Linked DNA regions of Mus musculus: region 1 is linked to region 2. Evidence: chromatin contacts called from public HiChIP or PLAC-seq data. All regions are on one chromosome and are shown on one strand. Each heading gives the region's core, a stretch centred on a gene start, on an enhancer-like site or on the middle of the called end of the contact. The rest is flanking DNA. Distances are from core to core; before and after follow the strand shown. Region 1 overlaps Gm2a (GM2 ganglioside activator protein). Region 2 holds the start of Gpx3 (glutathione peroxidase 3).

Region 1 (4,462 bases), core at 1,910-4,409, 200 kb before region 2:
CTCTCACAGGTTTCTGTCACACACCACCCTGCCTCTTCAGGATCTGTCAGCCCCAGTGTTGACAAGTTAAGTTGCAAAGAGAATGCAGTTAATCACAGAAGTTAATAGAGGGACCCAAGACTGACTACCTAGACCTCTTTGCAGGAAGAGAGGCTCAGGATGGAATGAGAAATTAATACGGTTATCCTGGTTTTAAAGTTGGTGACTAAAACAAAGAAGTGGGGTGAGCATAACTCCAGGAGGTCCAGGTTGGGCCAGTTTTGACCTTAGGATTCCCAAACATGTTGGTTCCCATTCCTTGACTGTTTTGGATACGAAAGAAATTCTTAGAAAGTTGGTAGGGGTGCAAAGGAGCATGGCTTACAGCCCATCAGATGTTGGGCCTGGTCCATCCTCCCTCAGGTCAGGTTGCAATGATTTCCAGAGAGGGTAGAGAACCGTAGGAGGATAGAGTTAGAGGCAGGCAGGCCTGGGCACCGGAACACAGAAGAAGAGGCCTGCCGTGCTGGTGCCCCTTCATTCTGTGGTGGCTGCTGCCAGGTTATCTGCCCTTGAGAGAGGCAGCAATCTTGATGCAGCCCAGGCGCTTCCCACCACTGCTCAAGATACTCTGGATGCGGTAGTTGCCTGTGCTCAGCCAGCTCGGTAGCTCTAGGTCAGGCACTGTGAAGTTGCTCGTGGGTAGTGAGTAGGTACCCTGAGGGGAAGAAGTGAAGCCAGGTCAGGGCGGCCTATTGCTGACAGCCATAGCTGTGATCTCCCCCCCGTCCCCATTCTGCTAAGAGCCAAGAGTGGTGCTATAGCCCTTTTCTAGGCTCAGTATGAAGGGTACCAATGGTCACAGCTAAGCGTAAAGCTGCTCCATTTCATACACGGATAAACCAAGGCTTCCAGCTCCCAAGATAGCGGTTCTTATATACCCAAAGAAACAATATGCAGAATGAAAAGGCCACACCCACACCCACTCTACCACCTTGACACCCCAGGTACTCACTTCCTTGAAGGGACAGTGGCAGGGCAGCCCGTAGGTGTGCAGGGGCTCTGGGCAGCTCTCTCCAGGAGGAATGTATTCGTCTATCAGGTCACAGATGTTCTCGTAGCTACAGCTGCCTAGCTGTTCTACACAAGGAATCTTGACCCAGAAGCCAGCCACTTCCTTCTCCACGGTGAGCTCCACCTGTCACAGGATTCATCAAGGTGACAGCGTGAACACATTCCTGCTCCTGCTTCTTGAAGTTTCATCTCATAACCCGCTGCAATAAGGCTTGTAGACGGATCTCAGAGTAATCCCCCATACACCTCTACTGGTTTGATTCTTTGAGATGGGGGCTACATATGTAGACCAGGCTGGCCTTGAACCTGTAGCCATCCCCATTGTCTCTTGTTCCAGGGTATAGTGAGAACAGAAGGTTTAGCTGGGGAGATGTTCTGGCTGAGTCCCAGTATTCAACCTTACCTGAGCACGTGGTGGGCACTGATCACCAAATGTGAATGTCTCTTCTCTCTGACCAACACACCATCCTCCAGTTGTCGCTATCCAATGACAGGAACCAAAGCACTGCCATCACACTAGCTGAATGACTGTGGCACATGTCCTCGGTGGCCTTCTAAGCTATCCATTCTTAGCTGTAGAATCTTTCTGTTGGTTGCTCCTGACATACGTTTTCTCTTGTATCACAGATGATACAGTTATACATGGAAATGTAGCTAGGTACAGCAATGAATATCTGAAATAATGGTAGCCTGGAGGAAAAGGCGGGGAACTGCGAGTTCAAGGCCAGCCTGGTCTACAGATCTAGACTGCAACAATAAACAAACCGATGGAAATGGATAGGGAGATTTCTCTGAGACTGGTCTATGGTCCTTATTGCAGTTGGTTCCAAAAGCTGAATGGCCTCTCCAGACCGAGCTGGATGAGAACCCTAGAATGGGCTTCCCTCTGCCAAGCCAGCCTAACCCCACTCTTGTTCTCACTGCCTACCTGACCGAGGAGAAGCAGCCGGGACTCCCAAGCAAAAAGCCCGATTCACTGGCACATACAGAAGACTAACTATACCAGCTGCTGTGCATGCCAGCTGTCTCTCTGTGTCCCACCAAAACCAGGAAGGAAAAGGTGCACAGAGTGGTCAGCGGGAAATCAGCGCTCCCCACATGATTCCTGAGCATGGTACAGGAGGGTGCGTGTGTGTGTGTGTGTGTGTGTGTGTGTGTGTGTGTGTGTGTGTCCATCATTCACTTGGGTTTTTTTTTTTTTAAGTAGGTCTCCCACTAACTCAGCAGGTCTGCTAGGGGTCCTCCCATCTCTTCCTCCTCAGACCTAGGGTTCCGAGTATGTAGACCATCATGCCTGGGGGGTTGAATCTAGGTCCTCGTGCTTGCACAGGAAGCATGTTATCAACTGAGCCATCTCCCCAGCCTGGAAGCCGCAGTTCTCAGAATCCTTTCTTTTTTGACAGGGTTTCTCTGTCTAGCCCTGGCTGTCCTGGAACTCACTCTGTAGACCAAGCTGGCCTCGAACTCAGAAATCCGCCTGCCTCTGCCTCCCAAGTGCTGGGATTAAAGGCGTGCGCCACCACGCCCGGCTCAGAACCCTTTCAGCTCAGACATGCGAGCGACCTCTGCGTCTCAACCTTACTAGATCAGGGGGTTTCACCTTTGTGTTCTTTGTTTGGATCTTGGTGTGATAGGCTTGTATGTGGCTCAGGCTGGTCTTAAACTTGCTGTGCAGCAGACAGTGGCCATGACCTCCCAGATGCTGAGATTAATTACAGATGTGAGCCATCACCCTGGCTGGGGTTCTGCTTCTGAGAGATAAATCTGGGGATGGTACTCATTCCTCCAGACTCCACTAGTCCCAGACTGCTGCCTGAATCTTCAAATGACCGAGTACAAGAGGTACAGGCTGTCTTCTTCAAGGCCGGGAAATGGTGAAGGCAACACAGCCTGAATCCTGTGCGGAGTTGAAGCTGCTTGCCTCGGTGGCCTGCTCTGCTAACCTGAATCCATCCTGATTGTGCAGTGACCTTTCCTCTGGCCGGCCTCATCTGCTAAGAAAGTCTATTTCTCCTCAGATGAGGAACAGCCAGAGGGCCTGAGCTGGAGAGTAGCTCTGCCCCTGAGGGAGTTGGTCAAATGCCTTCAGTCTCTACTTCCTCAGTCAAGAGTGGGATGGTTTTCACAGTACTTCTGCCTTTTGTGAGGTCCCACTGAGGAAGATAGCACCTGGCCAGCACTTAGGAGCCTCAGGACACAAAACCTACTGCCAGCGGCTTCACATTCTTCTTCCCCTCATTTAGCCAAGGTCCCCAAGAGGAACTTGAAGCAGTCACCAACTAAACAGAAGTAACCAACTTACAGTTGAATGTTTATGGAGCTTCCCCCACAACTGCTCCTCCCCAGCCCAGGATCAGCACAGCATTGGAAGCCCAGGGCAGAAGTCAGTGATGTCAAAGGCTAGTCCCTAGGCAGCAGCCACAACCTGCCATTAGGGAATTAATCCTATCCATCTCAAACTTACGACCAGCAGGGCTCAGAAGTATATCCCATGTATCCTCGGCTGCAGCGCTTGTTCACCTGGCACAACTAAACCAACTCCTAAAGTCCACAGACATGCACTGTAAAGGCACTTGCTAAGGCCCTTGGCAACCCCTTCCTAACACAGGCCATTGCTCCGCCACATGGATAGAGCTGTGTCTAGATCTCACAACAATATACACTATGTTCAAACACCTAAGAATCAGCTGGGTGGCAGTGGCGTACGCCTTTAAACCCAGCACTTGGGAGGCAGAGGCAGGCAGATCTCTGAATTTGAAGCCAGCCTGGTCTACAGAATGAGTTCCAGGACAACTAAGGTTACACAGAGAAACCCTGTCTCAAGCAAATAAACAAAACAAAAAGAAGTTTAAAACCACTCAGGGCTAAGGAGATGGCTCAGTTGGTAAAGTGTCTGCCAGGCAAGCATGAGGACCTAAGCTCAGATGCCAGGATCCCAGAAAAATCTAGATGTAGTGGCTGGCACAGGCTCAGCACTGGAGAAGCAAAGTTGGGCAGACCCTGGAGCTCACTGGCCATCTTTCTAGCCAAACTGATGAACTCCAGGCACAATGGGACCCCATCTAAGGTGAAGAGAGGTTGAGGGGTGCACCTAACATTGACCTCTAGTCACCACATATATGTATATACATGTGCTCAGGCATACATACACACATGTGCACACACCCACCCACTCCAGATTCAACATTGAGAGCAGAGAATAGCATTCAGGCAACACTGGCAGACTCAGTTCAGCAGCCAGTCTCCCTTTCCAATCTGGACAAATTCTGTCCTTTTTTATCCACGGGACTTGACCTCTTCCTATTGGATAATAGCTGAAGAAAATGTACTAGATCAGCAAGGAGAAGCCATGGGCAGGGGTGGAGAGGCACTGAGATCTCTCCAGGCCTTCTAGCTCAATCACTGACAA
Region 2 (4,325 bases), core at 1,073-3,572:
TTTACTCATCGAATTGTCATCCCAACACTCAAAATGACTTTGAGAAACTACTGACAGATGAAAACAGGCTTGGGCCAGCAGGACATGGAGATTACCTGCAGCAAGGGCCAAAGGCCTGGAAGGGTCATAGTACAGAGAGGCCTTAATTGTGTGCTAGCTGCCCTAAGAAATGAATAATGGCAACTGCCATGCTTTCTATGGGAGGAGAATAGGGCTCATGCTGGGGGCCCAGGCTAGCATAGGTCGGAGGGTGGTCTTGATAAATGAGCCATAGATTATACTCACCAATTGAGTCCCCAACCCCACCCCCACCCCCAGCTTCCTTCCTCTGGGTTCATAGAATCCCATAGCCCTATTCCTCCACCAGGGAGGCCAGAGAAGAGTACTGAAAGGGAACGAGGAACAAAAGGGGTGGGGCTGGGGGGGAATACACTGAGCTAAGCTTCCTGGATGCCTAGGGCTACTACTGGTCCATGTCTTCCCTATTCCATCTTCCTACACCCATTGGTGAGATGTTGGGAGCATGACAGGTCTGAGAGGTTGGAGATGGCAGCTGGACCCAGCTGGGCCTCTGGCAGTGTGTGACCATCCCTCCCCCTTCTCAGGATTCCAGCCTGTCAACTGTAAGATGGAGTGGGATTCAGGTCCACTTAAGGCCTTTCAGCCTTGACGTCAGCCTGTGCTCCCATGATGCTCTCTGCCTTGTGCAGTCAGTCACCTAGAAACCAGTGGTTACTAGGATGCCACGTCAGCAGCTGGTAGTCCACAGCTATGCAAAGCCTTCTGCAGCTGTAACCTGGACCAGACAGAGGCTTTCCCTGTCCTTGCCCCTCCCTTTGAGTGTAGAGGACATCTTTCAGTGGCTTTATCACACTGGGTCTGCACACGTCCCCTCCCTGTTCCCTTGTTCTGAAGTTGGATCCAGGCAAGCAGTTGAATCCCAGAAGCCAGAGCTGTAATGTGTTAACTCCAAGGACCTGGGAGCTCAGATGGGCATGCCTGGGCTGTGAGGAGCCAGAAGCTTCAGCTAGTTATGAGATAAGATAACACCACACCCTAAGACTTTTCTAGACTGCTCTCTCTCTTCCCTCTGAACTCACCCATCTCTCCTTCATTCTATGGACAGCACAAGGCCAGTGTGCTTTCCTGCAGCCTCCTCAGGACAGGATTCAACCCCCAACCCAAGCAGTTCCCACACTAAAGGCACAGGGCTAGTGCCCCCGTCCACCCCCACCCCATCTCCACACCACACCCCCTAATCAATCTCTCTCTCTCTCTCTCTCTCTCTCTCTCTCTCTCGGACATACAAGATCTTAGAAGGAAGACCCTGAGGATTTTAGAAACTCAAAGCTAGAGCCTACCCAGTTTTGTGCCCACGCATGCAAGTGTGCAGGGGTGCATGGTGTGCATGGTGTGTGTGAAGTTGGGGACCACAGTCTCTTTCTTTGGGTTCATGCTTTCTGCATTCTCACCCTAGGGAAGAGGAGAGGCCTACAGAGCCCACCCAGCACAGGCCTGACCAAGAAGATAAGCATGCCGGGGCATCTGCCCTCAGGCTCGCCATTTCTATTCCAGTTCAGGGTACCACAGCTAGACTAGGAGAGATGAAGCTCCAGAAGACTTCCTGGCCTGGGTTGGCTTCTCTAGCTACAGTGTCTGCTCCATGCATGGCAGGCCAGTGAACTGTGAATAGGGAAAGCAACTGCAGGGTTCCATAGCCTTCCAGCCATCCTCTCCAGCTACGCCCTGCTGATGGAGAAACTGAGGCCCAGAAAGGGATGCGCCCCCAAATAAAAATTCTTCCTGTCACAGATCTCTGCCTCCAGCGCCCTGGGATGAGTGAAGAAACCATCGGCCCACCCTCTTCCCCGGCAATTTTTTTTCAGGATTGTGGCCACCAGCGACCCCAAGATGACAGTGGAAGAAAATGTATAAACTCGGGAAAGACTGCCCTCCTGGGTTAGTACTGCCCTCTGAAGCACGCGGGTCTGTGTTGGAAGAGCGCAGAGACCGAGGGTTACAAGTGAGGCTCTCGGTGCCTCTGGGGAAGCAGTGGCTCTCCCAGTCGCGCAGTGGACACCTGGGTGCCATGGACTCTTCTTGAGCTCCGGAGGTTCACTCACCTTAGACTTCTCTTGTCCCCGGCCCGGCGGAACAAACCCGGCCAGGAGCAGGGACAGAAGGCAGGATGCCCGGAGGATCCGGGCCATGGCGGGCTGGGGCGCGTCTTGGGGTGGCCACCGTCCGTCTGAGGTGTCCGAAGCGCTCAGCCACATTTCAAGCCATCCACTGTGGCCAATCCGCAGCCAGGCGGGGGCTTCCTAGCCAATGGCAACGCGGTTAAGATTTAAAGGGCAAGACATACCCGCCCCTTTTTCCTCCTCTCCCCAGACCGGGGCGACGGTGACACAAGCCTAGGAGGAAGAGAAGGGGGCCCGGCTGCCTGGGAAGAACAGGAGATGGGCGCGGCCAAGGTTCTAGACAACACCCAGGACACAGCTTTTTTCCCCAAGCTCTGAAAACCTAGGGCCCCGAGGACTTAACATAGAACCCGTTAGTGCAAATAATAAGCACTGTGTGAGCCAGGTGTAGAGACTCACGCCTGTAATCGCAGAATCCAAAAAGCTGAAACAGGAGGATTGCGTAGGTTCAGTGCAATCTGCAGCCTTAGCTACAGACTGAGACCCTGCGCCAACTGGGAATGTAGCTTAGTGGTACAGCACTTGACCAGCTCGCATGAGGCCATAGGTTTATTCAATCCCCAGCATCAGCAAGCTAGAGGGATCTGTGAACGTGATTTTAAATTCAGCCTTCTCGGTTAGGTTGTGGGTGACAGCTCAGGAGAGTAGGAACCAGAAAATACACCACCACCACCTTTTTTTTAAATTAGCACATAAAAATTATGTGTCTATCTCTGTGGTCTTAAACTCATTATTTCCCTTCTCTGAGCCTCAGTTTCCTCTACTATAATGATGGGATTGGTTAATGAGCTCTAAGGTCTCCCAGGCTCTGACTATGTGATTTGCTTCTAAGCAGTAGGCCTAGTCCAGGAGTCTCTTGAGTGTACACAACAGGTGTTTAAATATTTGTTGAATCAATCATTAAATCATCAGATTTGTTTGTGCTTTCATATAAGGTCAGGCCAGGCATCTCTAGATTGAGAGCTTCCAGGCTTAATCCGGTCTGCAATAGAGGTTTGGTGCATCCTGCCTTGCTACCACAGTGGGCTGGAGAGCTGTTAGGACAGTCTTGGGCTGCACATCAGAACCACTGTGTTGAGCCTCTGCCTTCAGACTCATTGCAGAAGGGATTCGAAGGCCCCTGACCCCAGTCTTGGTTGTGTGAGTCCTAGATTAGGTGGCCTTCTGAAAAGTTCCTGACTCAGAGATGCCTCGAAGTACCATGCTTTTACTATGATTCAGGGAGTTAATGTGACCCGTGGAATTTGAAATTTTCTGCACTCATAAGGCCTGGCTCTATGGTGGGGCTGGTGAGATGGCTCAGCAGGTAAAAGCCCTCACAAGGCTGTGTAATAAAAGGGCTTGCAACTGATGACTTGAGTTTAATCTCCAGAACCAAGGGTGCAAGGAAGGAACGAACTGGTTTCTGAGAGTTGACTTCTAACCTCCAGCACAACAATAATAAATAAATGGATAAACTCATTGTGTTGAAGTAGAAAGAACCTGGAGACCAGGAAGCCCTTATACCATGGAGGCATGTGACTAGCTGACACAGTAGGTTTTTAATTGATATCACTATTCTAAAACCTTAAGTTCCTGAGGCCTAGCAACCTTGCAGTCCTTTATGAAAATTCCTGCAGTAAATTTGTGGCAGATAACCTACCAGAAGACAGTCTCTGGTCCATGTTGTTCTGTTGCCCTTTTTTTCTGTATCCTCTGGGAGTGACCCACTCACAATACTCAGGCTTTGGGTTTTGAATGACTGTGTCCATGAGCAGTGCTTGGTTGCATTGGTTTTGGTTTGGTTTGGTTTGGTTTTGTCAATTTGACACAAACTGGAGTCATCTGGGAAGAAGGAGCCACAGTTGAGGATTGCCTCTATCAGACTGGCCTGTGGGAGCATTTTCTTGATTGATAATTGATGTGGAAGAATCCAGGCCACTATGGGTGGTCTTCATGTGTATAAGAAAGCAAACTGCTGCTTGGATGTAGTGGCACAGCCTTTAATCCCAGCGCTTGGGAGACAGAGGAAAAAGTAAGTACATCTCTGTGAGTTCAAGGCCAGCCTGGTCTACAAAACAAGTTCAGGGACAGCCACAGCTACACAGAAAAACCCTGTTTCAAAACAAACAAGGGAGGGGGGGA

What was found. HiChIP or PLAC-seq counts read pairs in DNA pulled down with a chosen protein or histone mark.
Region 1: an H3K27ac HiChIP or PLAC-seq map of microglia shows a contact between it and region 2, with 4 times the contacts expected there. The contact joins the enhancer-like site here to the promoter of Gpx3 in region 2. A contact is called at or near these places in 2 of 39 promoter capture datasets (the 3T3-L1 cell line and liver), 2 of 115 datasets of contacts at active chromatin or transcription factors (microglia and pancreatic cancer cells) and 2 of 9 other capture datasets (adipose tissue and liver).

What each region holds. Positions count from the first base shown.
Region 1 is chr11:55,105,613-55,110,074 of GRCm38.p6, reverse strand. It overlaps Gm2a (GM2 ganglioside activator protein), which reads right to left. Exons shown (of 4, transcript NM_010299.3): 3 at 995-1,177; 4 at 1-697. The coding sequence ends at 542. Among named protein-coding and RNA genes, the nearest start is that of Gm2a, 9.9 kb to the right of the region's middle. Within about 2 kb of position 3,159, at least 57 of the 459 cell types and tissues checked have an H3K27ac peak or open chromatin away from gene starts, as enhancers often do. A contact at or near this core is called in liver and microglia, where this site is marked.
Region 2 is chr11:54,900,851-54,905,175 of GRCm38.p6, reverse strand. Gpx3 (glutathione peroxidase 3) reads right to left here and starts at 2,322. Exons shown (of 5, transcript NM_008161.4): 1 at 2,124-2,322. The coding sequence starts at 2,210.